2 separate regions of the Macaca mulatta genome follow, and region 2 is linked to region 1. The links are chromatin contacts, called in public Hi-C maps. All regions are on one chromosome and are shown on one strand. Each heading gives the region's core, a stretch centred on a gene start, on an enhancer-like site or on the middle of the called end of the contact. The rest is flanking DNA. Distances are from core to core; before and after follow the strand shown. Region 1 holds the start of XRCC5 (X-ray repair cross complementing 5). Region 2 holds the start of SMARCAL1 (SWI/SNF related, matrix associated, actin dependent regulator of chromatin, subfamily a like 1).

Region 1 (3,160 bases), core at 496-2,995:
GACCTCTTAACCCTAGAAATGTTTTAAACACCTGAATGAATTTCTATCAAGAAAGTTATAGATGATTTCTAAATGTGGTTGTATCTCAGGCAACATATGAAAAGGAAAGATTATTTTTCACTAGTTTACAAACAACACAATGCACTAATATTAAGAGATTTCTGAAGTAAAAATAGATAACTTGAAAAAAAAAAAGGTGCTAATAAACCACAAAATTCCTTTGAGAACAGTAAAATGTATATCCCAGTTTCAATGCCTGGGGCATAATAACCTAAAAAAACTTGAGTCACAAAATATGCTGTTGCACTTATTTGACACACATCCACAAAAGCTACTTTTAAACCAGAAAACTCTATAGAGGACTAAAGCACTTTGTCATGAATTAGGTATGCAGAAAATGCCATCAAAGGTTTTCAAATATAGAACTTCTTGTCTGGAAGCAGAGTGGTCTATATATCCGAGTTCCTATCTGGCAGCAGTAAGAAAACTGAGAAAAAGAAACTGGGCAGCATAGCAACTCTTCATTTCTATACCAAAGCAATACAAGCTGTTAGAATTTTACTTCCAGTCCATCTGCCACAAACAGCTCCTCCACTAGAGCTACAAAGTTTTCAGGAGCTGAAAGAGGAGGAACAAAGGAGGTGAGTGGCATTATTAAAAGCTCATGATCGTTTTAATCAACATTTCTCAATGACGAGTGCTCAAACTCGTTTCTTGTTTATCTGTAGTGAATGAATTCATTAATCCCTGGAACCACATCTCCCTCTAGTGACCCTTCGGAGACAACTACCACCCTTTTATGTTGAAAAAAAAAAATCACTTTAAAATTCATTGTAATTTCTGTTATTGATCTGGGACACCAACGGTCATAGATTTCTAGCAACACAGGGGTTCTCCAGGGCCCTGAAACCAGACTGCTTGGATTCAAATCCGGATTTCACCACGAAAAGCCCACAGTTCTTTATTCCTCGGTTTTCCCACTTGCAAAATGGGGGTAGTTTTCACTTCAAGGGGCTGTGAAGATTAAATGAGATAGGAATAAAAGGTTTACATCCGTCCCTCACAGAGTAGGCTTTCAATAAATGCGGGATATTACGTTATTATAAAGGTAATAATACGACACTTTGCATTTTAAGTTATTTTAGTCACAGATAGTCCTTAAGTTTTACAACAAGCCCTGTGGGTAGTTGCTTTATCACAGCTAATTTTCACTCTCATAAAGATCTTAAGAACCCAGGCTCCGAAGTAATAGAGGAAGTGGGGTTAAGGAGTGGAATGGGATAAAGGGAGAGAGGGGGAGGCGGGTGGGGAGGGAGGTGAGACAAAGAGCAGATAGAGAGGGAGAAAAGGGATGGGATGGGTGGGTAGTGGAAAATATGGAGTCAGCGAGGCTCAAATTCAGGTCTTGGAACCCGAAATCCCCAGCTTTTCTCATAGCGCATCCCTCGGTCCCGGCCCTCCTGACTGAGCCCACCACCACGATCTTCTCTTGCCCCATTCTTTGGCATGGCCGTGATCCCACGATTCCCGCTTCCGAACCACCCTCTCCGGATCCCCCCGCAAGGGTAAGGCCCAAGCCCATGGCTTTCTTTATACCTTATTCCCCGACCGCACCATGTTGCCGGTCCTCAGGCGCTTTGGTCGCTTCTTCCGGGCGGGAACCTGCCGTCTCGCAACTCGCTTCCGGTGGACTAGCGGCAGATAGCGGGAAGAACCGCTTCGCTTCCTGCTAGGCCTGAAAGGGGCGGGGAAACCGTGCCCCGCAGCTCTGAGCATGCGCAGACTCCTGCCGAGCTTGCGCAGACTCCCGCCGAGCTTGCGCAGATTCCCGCCGAGCATGCGCAGATTCCCGCCGAGCATGCGCAGATTCCCGCCGAGTATGCGCCGATTCCCGCCGAGCATGCGCAGATTCCCTCCATTACACCCTACTCGGGAGCCTGTGGTCCTTGAGCGTCTTGAAACGCTAGTACGACAAATTTACTGAACGATTCGCTTAATCACTTAAAGATTCACTTCCCTTTTCGCTCATTGAGAAAAACACCTACGGCATTTTGTGTCAGAGCTGTGAAGTTAGATTTTCTTTTCTTTTTTTTTACTTTTTTAAAAAATCTTTTTTTAATTTCATTTTTTCATTTTTTTTAACTTTTTATTTTTTGTTCTCTTATCATTTGTGGATTTTTTTCTACTTTTTATTTTATTTTTGGTTATTTTGGAGTTACATTTTCTTGAGTATGAATGCAGAAAAATTTCTTCTAAAATGTGTGATAATGAAACATTTCACCGATGTGATAAACTTAGAACCTACTCAGGAAGAGTAGGACTTCCCCATGAGCACAAAAGTAAAAAGGAAATTCTTCCAGAGAAAATGGGATGCACGAACGCCTGGAGGCATGAGACGTTATCTGCTAAGGCTCTGTCAGTAGTTATCAGTGGCTGCAACTTGGAAGGGAGGAGTCGAGGTTTAATTTAGGAGACAAGTCTAGGGAGATATTATAGAAATAGCAGCTGTCATCACAGTGCTTTACTTGACTACGAGCCCTCTGTCCAGCCCGCAGCCCCTAACCCTTTGAGGGAGGCAGGCCCGAGCAGTAACTTGCATAGAAATGACTGCTTTCTCTACCAAATGACCCCCGGCTGACAGGTGGCTGGACGAAGGGTCTGGCAACCTGCAGTGTCTGCAAACCTCTGCCCAAACTGAGAAAATCAAGTCCAATAAATATTCTCTCCTGCTTGAAAATTGTTTCTGGGAAAAGCAAGAATCGAAGCTGAAAAGATGTGGAGAATCCATGAGCCAAAATTATAAATACATTGAAACCTCTAGGATGTAGAGTAAGACATTTTCAGACGTGCACATAGAGCCCCGGCTCTTCAGCTTTTGATTCAAACTCAAGGAGTTATTTAAAAGCTGAAATAATTATTTTGAATAATACTTTTAAGGAACAGCAGTGCCCTGGCCGCTCAGCTTTACGCGGGCTGCGGCAGGCAGGCAGGCACGGACACTCGCCCTTCCCTGCGGGTAAGATTCCTGAGAGAAAGATCAGCTCAGCAGAAGGGGCGGTGAAGATCTGCGAGGTTGTCAGCTAAATCTGCTCCAGCAAAAGTGGAAACGAAGCCCAACGAAGGCAGCAGGACAGCATAAATTTTCAGACAAGTAAACAAG
Region 2 (3,160 bases), core at 199-2,698, 300 kb before region 1:
GATTAGGCTGAAATAGACCAACCAACCACATACCATGGCGTGACACTTGCTAAAATAGTCTCTTTCCAACCTAGAAGAAGGAAAAAAAGCATTAGCCTCCCATAGACTGCACACTAAATTCTCCCCTCACATTCACCCCTTTTTATCATTCCTGGCACATCAGTCTGCCTGTGGCTCAGTGCAAGCCACAGCAGCTGGCCTTAGTATCTGATTTCCAGAACACAACACATGGGACAACTGACTAACTCTCCTGGGAAAATAAGGGGCAGAAAAAAAATTATGTGTTTACTGTGCAAATTAAGATGCTACGTAAAGATGTAAACAAAAAAAGAATAAAATTAATCTGTAATCTTACCGGCCATCAATAACCAGAGTTGAAATTAATAATTTAGAGTATATAGTTCGGATTTTTTTTTCATCCATAACCATATGGCACATATTTAGGAGACATAAGAATTTATTATAAAGTAGTAACATTGTAAACATTCCATATTGCATCATGATTATTTTTTTCCGTGAATTTACCCGGAATATTTATTTTCCTATGAGCTGAGACATTTTTACAGTATTTTAGAAGCAGGGGGCAGGACACCAATTTGTCTGGCTTGGTTCAGACTAAATAGCCTGCATCTAATGTAATGCTGTGTAATGGTTAGAATGACGATGTAGGGGTACTCCAGTAGCACTGCTTAGGCCTCTGAGCAGCTATAGGGTTCAAAGGCTTCCTTCCCTGCTGGAGCTCCCTTTGGCCAGAACCCAACCCCTCTCCCCACTCCCCCACCACGAAGTATCTATCCCCAGAGAACTTCCACCTTCTTCAACCATTAGCAGTTAGGAAGGGGTGAAGAGGTTAGGGAAAGGTTTTGGAGGTGCACAGCAGAAGCCCTCAGTCTCGCTGGGTAACACACTACTGCCTAAGTTTCCAACCAGGGATCTCCTGCACCTCCAAACTCCCCAAATCCCAGGCCTGGTGAGCTGTCTCCATTAACCAGGGAGATGAGGCCATAAGACCCACTGATCAGCCCCAAACCATAAATCCATCCCGCCACATGGGCGCCCCTCTTCCTCTCTAGGCAGGGACCTCTACCTCCCCGGCATTTCGGGGCGCGCCTCACCCGGCCTCAAGGTAAGCGGGCGCCACGCCCCACTCCCACCCCTACGATCTCCACTTGGATTCACCCTTCCCACTGGCCCACTTCCTCCTCCAGGCTGGCATTGGTCTCGTCCGCCTCCGCCGCCTTCCTGCCAGTCTACCACTTTCTCACCCAGGGAGGCCCAGAACGCGAGCCGCATTAGCCCCCGGCCCTGACCCCAGGCGCGACTCCAGAGCCTCCCGAGAGGGGCCAGTCTTCCGAGTGGACGGTTAGGCCCTGGGTATTCAAGCGCTGCGAGTTCACCCGCCTTATTGTAGCGGCCAGGTCTGAAGGGCTCGGCTACCGCTGAACTACACTTCCCAGCAGGCAACGCGGCCTCAGTTTCGCTTCCAAAAGTAAGACGAGAACGCGAGCGGGGCTGCAGGGTCTTCTGGGACTTGTAGTTCGGGACGGGAGCCTGGCGAGAAACGGGAGCTGCAACGTCACGGGCGGCGAGAAAGTGGTGCACCCTGGAAGTTGTAGTTCTCCAGAGGTTTAGCCAAACGCCAGGTCCTGAAAGCCTGGGACATTGAGGTTCCCAAATCCGGAGTCTCGTGTCTCCAGAGGGCATCCCAGACAGCCATACTAACTTGGCAGCTCTTAATAAAAAGTATCTCCCCGGGGCATCCATTACTGGTGTTGCTACACTTGCAATTTAAGCCCTACCCGCTGCGCCCGCCTGCCATCGTCGTCATCATTGCAGTCATCAGTCACTGCGTTTAGCATAAATATGAGTCACCTCATTTAACCGCACAACACCCTATGGAACACATTCTTGTCCCCATTTTACAGAGGGGGAAATTGAGACAGCTAGTTGATAATATTTCTCAAGGCTTTATTAAGCTAGCTTGTGATTCTGATTCCATAGTCCCTCCTCTTGAGAGAAGATGAGTCATGAGACTTGAGTCATTTTACCCCATCCTGAGCACCAACATCCTGAGCTATCCTGAGTACCATTGGTGATAAATATAATATTTCTTTATCATCAGTGTGCATATCAATGTTGCTATTGTTCTATTTTCAAACATGGCTTATTTAAAAACAAACATGTCTACTAAAGGATTTGGAAAAAAATGGACAAGACATGCTAAGAAAAAGGAAGCACAGCAATGTGTGTAGTTTGATTCTTTTTTTGTTTGTTTGTTTTTTTAATCCTCACCTATACATGTATGTAAACTCATAAAGGTCTGGGAAGGAAATTTGAAAACTCACCAAACTGTCCAGGAGCAGAGTGGCATGGAATACAGTTTTCAGCTTTTTAATCTCTATTTTTCAGAATGATTTGAATTTTCTAAAATAATAATGTAGAACTTGTGTGACTTTTGAAGCAATAAATAATCTTCCTTCCTCCTTCCTTCCTTGCTTTTTTTTTTCTTTTTGACAGAGTCTCATTCTGTTGCCCAGACTGAGTGCAGTGGTGTGATCTTGGCTCACTGCAGCCTCCGCCTCCTGGGTTCAAATGATTCTCCTGCCTCAGCCTCCCAAATAGCTGGGATTATGGGTGCACGCCACCATGCCTGGTTAATTTTTGTATTTTTAGTAGAGACAGAGTTTCACCATGTTGGCCAGGCTGATTTCGAACTCCTGACCTCAAGTGATCCACCTGCCTTGGTCTCCCAAAGTGCTGGGATTACAGGTGTGAGCCATTGCGCCTGGCCCATTTTTCTTAAATAACAAAGACATTGCCTGTCTTAGGGGATTTGTGTGAGGTTTAGTAGTAGAAAGTATTCAAATCTCAGCTCTGCCTTTTTTTTGACCTGACATACCCAGTGACTGGGCCTCCATTTTCTCATCTGTAAAGTAAATGTAGAAAACAATACCACCTTGGTAAATCCCCTTGTTATTAGAATCAAAGCAGGGCATTATGAGGGGAAGTGCTTAGTGAACTGTGAAATCCCGGAACAGGTAAGAGAGGAATGTTGTTATTATTTGAGGTAAATCTCTTATATCGTCCATTTCTCTATACCTAGTGCTCATTTCCTACTATATAGTGTGAACAGAAACTAGTTAATGAACACCTGTCCCTG

What was found. A called contact is a pair of places that touch in the nucleus more often than the background predicts.
Region 2: a contact with region 1 is called in a Hi-C map of liver, with 4 times the contacts expected there. The contact joins the promoter of SMARCAL1 here to the promoter of XRCC5 in region 1. A contact is called at or near these places in 2 of 14 Hi-C or Micro-C datasets (blood and liver).

The regions. Positions count from the first base shown.
Region 1 is chr12:121,317,161-121,320,320 of T2T-MMU8v2.0, reverse strand. XRCC5 (X-ray repair cross complementing 5) reads right to left here and starts at 1,745. Exons shown (of 21, transcript NM_001257366.1): 1 at 1,597-1,745. The coding sequence starts at 1,617.
Region 2 is chr12:121,615,656-121,618,815 of T2T-MMU8v2.0, reverse strand. It overlaps SMARCAL1 (SWI/SNF related, matrix associated, actin dependent regulator of chromatin, subfamily a like 1), which reads right to left and starts at 1,448. Exons shown (of 18, transcript XM_077957521.1): 1 at 1,180-1,448; 2 at 34-70.